2 separate regions of the Athene noctua genome follow, and region 2 is linked to region 1. Evidence: chromatin contacts called from public Hi-C data. All regions are on one chromosome and are shown on one strand. Each heading gives the region's core, a stretch centred on a gene start, on an enhancer-like site or on the middle of the called end of the contact. The rest is flanking DNA. Distances are from core to core; before and after follow the strand shown.

Evidence for each region. Hi-C and Micro-C count contacts between places; a contact is called where the count stands out from the background.
Region 2: a contact with region 1 is called in a Hi-C map of heart, with 3 times the contacts expected there. The contact joins the promoter of SLC2A11 here to the promoter of LOC141967533 in region 1. A contact is called at or near these places in 2 of 2 Hi-C or Micro-C datasets (heart and liver).

The regions. Positions count from the first base shown.
Region 1 is chr17:10,704,435-10,708,249 of bAthNoc1.hap1.1, forward strand. LOC141967533 (carbonic anhydrase 15-like) reads left to right here and starts at 1,637. Exons shown (of 8, transcript XM_074921419.1): 1 at 1,637-1,744; 2 at 3,470-3,505. The coding sequence starts at 1,678.
Region 2 is chr17:10,846,609-10,850,423 of bAthNoc1.hap1.1, forward strand. It overlaps SLC2A11 (solute carrier family 2 member 11), which reads left to right and starts at 1,806. Exons shown (of 12, transcript XM_074921100.1): 1 at 1,806-1,826. The coding sequence starts at 1,806.

The DNA.
Region 1 (3,815 bases), core at 387-2,886:
AGGATGATCCCAGCCCTCTGCAAACTACCTCATTGCTGGAGCAGGGGCCAAGCGTCAACCATGGCGTAGATCCAGAGCAGCTCAGATCCCTGTGCTGTCGCCCTCCTCTGCACCCCACACCCGTGCCCAAAGACATGGCTTGGTGCTGCCCAGGCACCTGCCTGGGTCTGGCTCTGCCCAGGGAGGGATGAAGGTACCCCAAAGAGCCCCCACCAAGGACAAGCCCCATGGGGTATGCTGTCCCCTTGTAGCACATGGCAGCCAAGCAGCTTTGCTGAGCCAGAGCCCATCCCCGGCCAAGCTGGCAGCAGGAGGCTTCTTCCTGCTGCCCTCATGCTGCTGCCGGGTTTGTTCATCCTGGCAGTGACTCGGCAGAGCTCCCGGCCAGGGCCAAGTGCCGGTGAGAGGAGCTGCAGGCTGGGCCCCATGGCCTCCTTTCCACTGCTGCCTGAAGATGGCAGGGATATTTTAGGAGAATGTGACAACACTATGCTCCTGTGTTTTCAGCCACTTCCTACCTGCCCACTGCGAGAGAGTAGCTCTGCTGGCAAGATACTGGCTCCTGTGGGACCTGCCTGGACGGCTGCAATGAGGATGGTGAGTGCTGCCTCCATGGTGGGGAGCTCAACAGCCATGTGCACCAGCCCGGGATGCCTGCACTGGGCTCCTGTGCTGCTCAGGCGGGTGCTGAGGCCCCTGCCCTGGCACTGCCCCCCTGCCCTGGCTGGCCAGTGCTGTGTAACTCTGAACCTGGGTTGCCACTGTGCGGCCTCGTGCTGGCTGAAGGGGAAAGGACCAAATCCTGCTCCATCAGTGTGCTGCTCCTTGGTGACCCCGGGGACTGAGGGTCCCCCATAGCAGGGCTGCAGAGGCCACCTGTGCCCCAAGGATGGGGTGCCGTGAGTTGCCCCAGGAGGGGCCTCTGTTTGCAGGGATGAGCAGGGTTCGGCTGTGGCTCCCTGTGGCACTGCCCACCCCTCATCAGGGCCCCCGATGGGAGCCACCACCCTCCTGCTGTGGAGGATGCAGGACCTGCTGCTGGCTGAGGGGTTGCCAAAGCTCGGGGGGAAGGTTGTCCCACAGCATCTGCCTGCAAAGTGTGGGAAGGGGATGGGGCAGAGCGGGTGCCTCCAGCCCCTTCTGACTACTGGCAACCCTCCTGAAGCCCATCTGAGGCCCTACGGCACCGTGCAGGGGTGGGATGGGGCACAGCAGGGATGCAGCCCAACTCCTGCTTTGGGGTTGGAGAGCAGGATGGTACTGGGTAGCTACCCCCGCACCCCTCGGAGGGGATTAGGTAGTGTGCTGCACCCCCAGGCTTTGCCAGCCCCCTGCTCTCCTGCCTTGTCCCTGCTGCCGGCCCTTGGGCTGGCATCCTGGGCAGGGGCCTGGCACGGCGCATGGGGCTGGCTGGGGGCCGGGCCGCTCCCCCCCGCCCCCCCCACCCCCCCCCCCCCCCCGGCTCCCTCCTAGCATCCGAGGAGTTAAATACTCAGCCCTTGTGATGAATATTTAACAGCAGAGCACAGGCTGGAGCGGAGGATTTCTCCGGGCTGCCTGGGCGCTGGCAGCGCTGCCTCCCGCCCCAGCCCCGCCGCCTGCCCGGGCGCACTGCGGAGGAGGACGGGGCGTCGCGGCGGGGCCGCCTGCCCGCTGCTGCCCGCCCCTGCCACCAGCATGGGGACGCAGGGGCTGGGGATAACTTTTCTGACTTTGCCTCTCGTCGTGCGAGCAGCCGCGGGAGGTGAGATGCGCTGCTTGCCCGCCCCCCTCCCGGGGTGGCCGGAGGGGACGGCGGGTCCCTGCGGTGGGAGAGGATGAGGGGTTGCGGGGTGTGGGGCTGGGGTGCGCCTGTGCCAGTCCTGTTTATTCCTTTCCTTTTCCCACATGCTGGGGGAGTGATGCGGGGATGGGGGGAGCTGCACCAGTAGGGCTGGAGGCAGGGACTGGGGGATCTGGTCTGGCCCAGGAGCCATCTCCAGCCCTTCCACTATCCTCCTGCCCTCCCACCATCCTCCTCCCCACTGGTGGATGTCCCCGCTGTGATGCCAGGCTCAGGGAGGTCTCAGCCTGCCTGGGGCTACCTGACCTGGCAGGAGGTGTCTCGGTCAGGCTCCCCTTGGGGTAATTCGGATTTTGGGCTTCAGCCCACCCACTCCACAGACCTGCACCACTGGGAGACACCAATGAGGATGAAACCTCTGAGCAAACTGGCACTGCTGTCCCAGGACTGAGGTGCTGGGGTGCTCACCTGTCTTTGGGCCAGGCTTGGCTCCTGCCAGAGGATGCTTGAGGTCAGGCGAGGTCTGGTGGGTGCGGATCCAAGGGTCTCCCAGGAGCTTGGCCTCCCCCTGGGCAGGGAGGAAATCTTGAGGTCCCTGCCCTGGGGACACTTTTGAGTCCTGTACTGTCCTGCTCCCGGCTCTCCTCTGGGGCTGGTGTCTCCTGTACAGCCATAGCAAGGACTGGGGTGTGGTGCTGCACGCTGGGGCGATGGGCAGCACAGGTGGAGGCAGGCAGCGCTGCCTTCGTCCTGCTGGTCCGAGTAGTTGTGGCTGCCATGAGAGCGTGGCTCAGCTCACCTGCAGCTGGCCCCATTGGCACGTCCTCTCGGCCAGCAGTGGGGACCTTTTGTGTAGGCTGGCCCCAGGCAGCACCGGGTTGCTCTGTGCCTCCTGTCAGGAGCAGGACAGGGAGCTGAGGAGGGATGTGAGCTGATGAGGGGTGTGCTCCCTGGCTCCCATTGCAGAACCAGTGGTCCTGGGTGGATGTGCAGACAGCAGGAGCAGGGCTCCAGTTTCCTCGGCATCTCCTTGGCATCCCCACGTCTGCTGCACTGGCACCCGGCATCGAGCGTGTGGTCCTGTAGCCACCCCGAGCGCAGGCAGCAGTGCTGGTGGGAGTTCGGCAGCTCTGGCTGAGGTGGCCCTGAGTGATGGGGCTGAGTGACGGGGTGAGCCGTTGTCCCCGCAGCATGGGCAGAGGCCTGCCCACCACCACCCCCTGCCTGCTGCAGCCCCCAGCAACCGCCTTCTGCTGCCAGCCCACCCACCGGGAGCTGCAGAAAGCACCAGGGGAGGGCTGCAGCAGCCCCCCCTCTGCTCCCCACTCACCCAGGGCTGCTGGAGGGCGGGCAAGGTGTCTGGTGTGGAGCGAGGGTCTGCCTTGACTCCCCAGGGTGGGTAAGGAGGGGATGGCCCCACAGCAGCTGGGAAAGGAGCCCTGCGAGCAGAGAGCTTTGGTCGCCTTGGAGCGGAGCAGAGTGATGCTGAGGGAGGTTTCCCTGCGGAGCGGCCGGGGGAGGTAGGGAGGGTGCGAAAACACCAGTGCCAAGAATAACCGGGATGAACACAAGTGCCGGCGGGACCCCGACTGCGATGAGGGGTGCCCTCACTATCGGGGGGGAAGGGTCTGGGAGTGGGTGCCTGTCTCTACCATCACCTGCCCTGAGCTCTCCTCTCTCCCACAGGGCAGTGGTGTTACGACTCACAGGACCCCAAATGCGGTGAGTGGTGCCATGTGTGGGGTGGGGGGTATCGGGGCTGTGTGAGGCTTGGACCCCTGTGTCTCCTCACAGTGCCTGGCTGAGGGCACCCTAGGCAGAATCAGCGAGGCCGCAGTGGGGAGCGTGGCTCTGAAAAGGGCAAATCCACCCACACCACACCAAGGCGGGAATAGTTAGAGCAGCTTCACTTTCAGATGTGCTGGTGTAGAGACTGGATACAAGCACCTGAGCCCCTTGGAGCAGCTCAGTCCCCGTCCCCCCACCCCAGCCAGGTCTGGGTGTTCCTGAGGCAACACCAGCCTCTCCCCTT
Region 2 (3,815 bases), core at 556-3,055, 140 kb after region 1:
AAAACCTGAGTAGGGACAAAGAGACATTTAAAAAAAAAAAAGTTTTACTTATTTTGAATACTTTGACATCTGTCAGGCCCCTCACAAATTGCCCTCTGCAGGATGAAAGAGTATGATTACTCCTAAAGGCCAGATACTTTGTGAAACAGAAGCTTTACAATTATTGCTGGCAATGCAATATGCCTCCATCTCCACCAGGTCCCATCTCTAAGATTCCTGGGGATACACCATTTCTCACTGCCAGGTAGTGCCTTTCTATTTTACAGAAATAAGCAAGCCTGTCTGTCATTGCTGTTACTGCCTTGCTGTCTTTGTAGCTTACATGGAAAAGGGAACCATTTCTGGAACAATAAGCAAATACCACATGGCCAAACCCATTACACAAGGCCTGTCAGCTATCAGTCCTGATTAAATGATGGGTAGTTAACAAGGGAAGGGTATAAAACTAACATGCTAGTGAAAGATAAGCCAAAAGACAAAGATGAAAGGTCACCAAAGAAGCCACTATTACAGTGGGATTAAACCTTTTCAACTCATTAGAATTTAGCTAGAGCCTCTTGGGAGTAGAGGAGGGGCTTCTACTGCACAGAGTTATTTAATTTTTAACCAAGATATTAAAAAAGAACTGAGTTTCAATTTTGTACTCCCAGGGAATCACACAAATCCATCCTATGAAGGCTCCTCTGCCATGCCTCTCTATGAACAACTGTGGTGGAGCTCAGTTGATTCCTTGATCGATATCTCCCAAGCACAAACCCAGTTATAGTCCTTGGTATAATCAGTGCTGTTGCCCTCAGAAGGGCTCTTCTCTCTGCTCTCTGAGGCTGTAGGGAGAACAAGGCTTTAAGAACAGCAGGATAATGCTGTGCGACAGGGTGTGACAACTCACAATGAACTGAGAACATTTTGATCAGATAGTAATTCTTCCCCCAGCAGCCTGCTTTCTCATCAGCACCACCTTTACCTGCAATGCTATATATTAGGTAGATATATTACATATTATGTAATGTGCACTTTAATATAGCATATAATGTAATACAAATCATGTATTATACATTTTAGACACAAAAAAAGTCACATGGCATATGTAAAACCAAAGCTCTCTGGATCCTGTGAGACAAAAGCCAGAGGTGATCATTTGATGAAAAAATTGAGTGCTGTAAGTGTTGCTGCTCGCTCGATGCCAGGTTGTGGAGAGGGAACAGGATTGCTGCCTTCTGTGCATCAGTCCCTTGTCAGCAACAGCTGGATTGCCTGTATGTCACCAGGAATCTAGACAGGAGTAGAGTGAAAGGGCTTGGCATCAAGAGGGATTTGAAAGTTCTGGGGTTTGTTCATTCCTGTCACTGACAGCACCAAGGGAAATAGTCTGGTACGTCTTTCAGATCTTAGATTGGGTTCCAGGTCAAATACAGTTGGAAAAAAATCTGTAGTTTACTCCTGCTTTGATCACACTTAATCAGACAAGCACTACTGAGCAACTGTGCCAGACGCTTTGAGAGGGAATTTATGCTGTAAACCATACTGGCCTTCAAGAGGATTTAGACAGCTCTGAATCCTGCAGATTCATTTCCCAGCCTGTCATCTACTTTCAACAAAATTAATTGAACTGTCTTGCTAATGAACATGCAGCCCCATTTTGAGAATGTAAATCAGCTGGCAAAACACCTGCCAAGTCAAGTGTCTTATCCTAATGTAATGGGTGACCAAATACACATTCCTATGCTGGAGATTTAAATAATCCTTTAGAGAATTTCTGAGAGTACCAGAGGCTTTAGCAGACAGAAGAAAACCTACCAAAGAGGATGAACAAGCTGCAGAGACTGGTAAAAAACATCTATTTTACTATTATTGTTGATAGATCATTTTTTTTTAATTTGCATTTTTATAAGGCTGTGTAAGTACTATCATGTTCTAGTATGTAAGTGTAAGTACTTACATGTAAGTACTTACACAGTCTGTGTAAGTACTATCATGTTCTAGTGTGTAAGTACTATCATGTCCAACTCCTCACAGTTCTTGGGATAAAACTGAGGACTGATGGCTCTCCTGGCAGCTGCATGCCACCACTGTGGCTGGGACAGTAGTGCAGAAGCCGGGTGTTAAGGAAGGTTTGGGAAGGTCACCCTGTAAATATAACTCAGCTCTGATCACAGACCTGTTTGGTGTCTCCTGAAGGGAGAAGCAAACCATTTTCCTTTAGCTCATGGCCACAAAAGAGCTCTGTGATACGGGACCTGGTGGGGGATGTACTCTATAATGAAAGCAGGAAAATGAGCAGGAGTGTTAGATTCCTAGGCATTGTGATTAAAAAAGAAATGTGCTATTGTAGGGAGACAAAATCTTTCTCACTTGGAGAACTAAAATAACTGGGAAGAGCAGGGATCTCAGGTGCACAATCCTTAGCTCGCGTCTCAGTAACAAGACAGGAAAGTGGTGTAGCCAAGGAAAGTGTAAGCAAAACGTACCTGCTTCTAACTGAAGAGAGCTCGATCTCTTCCTGCCACAGGGTTGGAACAGTCTGGCTTAATTTCTGTCCTGAGAGAACATCCTGTCTCAGGCTGATATGGAAGTTATTTACGAGAAAAGCCTTTCAGGAATGGAAAAATCTAAGATTATTTGAATTTGTGATTTTAAAGCTATTGCAAATCTAGGAAAAACTTTCTTTTTCTTTAGTAGATATCTCTGTAAGAACAGGTAGAGGAGAAAAAGCTTCCCAGCTCTGGGTTATCTAAGTTGTTCTCAGGGTCAAGGGAGTTATATTCATGTAGCAAAACACAATCTATCCTGAGGTGCCCTGCACTAACTGGCAAACAGCCAAGCCTGAGCATGGGCCTTTCGCGTCACTCACAGAGCTGTCCCACTCTGGCAAAGGCCAACCTGGCCCTGGGCCACACAGAACATTGTGCAGGAGGTGTCAGGCTAAAGGCCAGGGGCCCCCAGCAAGCTCAGAGTGGTCTTGAGACATGGAGCAGTGTTCCCAGTCCAAGAACACCATCAGGGCATGGCTTGCCAGTCACAGGATCTCAGGTGAGGTAACCAAAGGCACAGGTACAAAATAGGTTGAAAAGGATGGAGGGTGACACAGAGAGAGACCAAACAACGGGGTGGGGTGGCTGCAATGAGGAAGGGATGTTCAGTGATTCTGAGATGAACATGGAGACATGATGCTGCTGACACTCAGCTGTGCTGCTCTACAGAAGCTGCGGGTCAGTTTGAAAGCAGTCACACAGGAAAGCATCTGGACAAGAGTGGCAAGAATGACATGAGGCTTACAAACATGACAGAGGAGGAATGATCAACAAAACTGTTTAGAAAGCTTCTATAGAGTGTCTCTGTTTCTCCACAGTTAGCCCCAGTGTTGTTCTGATATGGGACACTCATACTATCACATTCAGGGCATCCTACTGCAAGGGGAAAATATGCATGTTTTTTGCTTGCAGGCCTGCCAGTGAGCTCTCAGTTGCCATACTGTGTCAGCCAAGACAGCTTGTTCTACACCCTTCAAAAAGTCAAGAGACCTCATGTTTATACCAACACCCTGATCCCATGATGCTGTATGAAGCAGCCCCATTCATCTGCCCTTGATTCTGAAGAAACAGCAGTGGTGTTGGACAGCAATATGAGCAATGGGCAATACTGACAAAGAAATTACCTCAGAGACCAGAACATGGCATAGGACCCACTGTCTGCCACATATTTAATGTATATCATAATACTGAGGGTGTAGAACATATTCTGGCTGAATACACAATTACAGACTGCTAAACACAAGAACATGTGGGAACAACTGTGTAATGAGAAGGTTCAGCAAA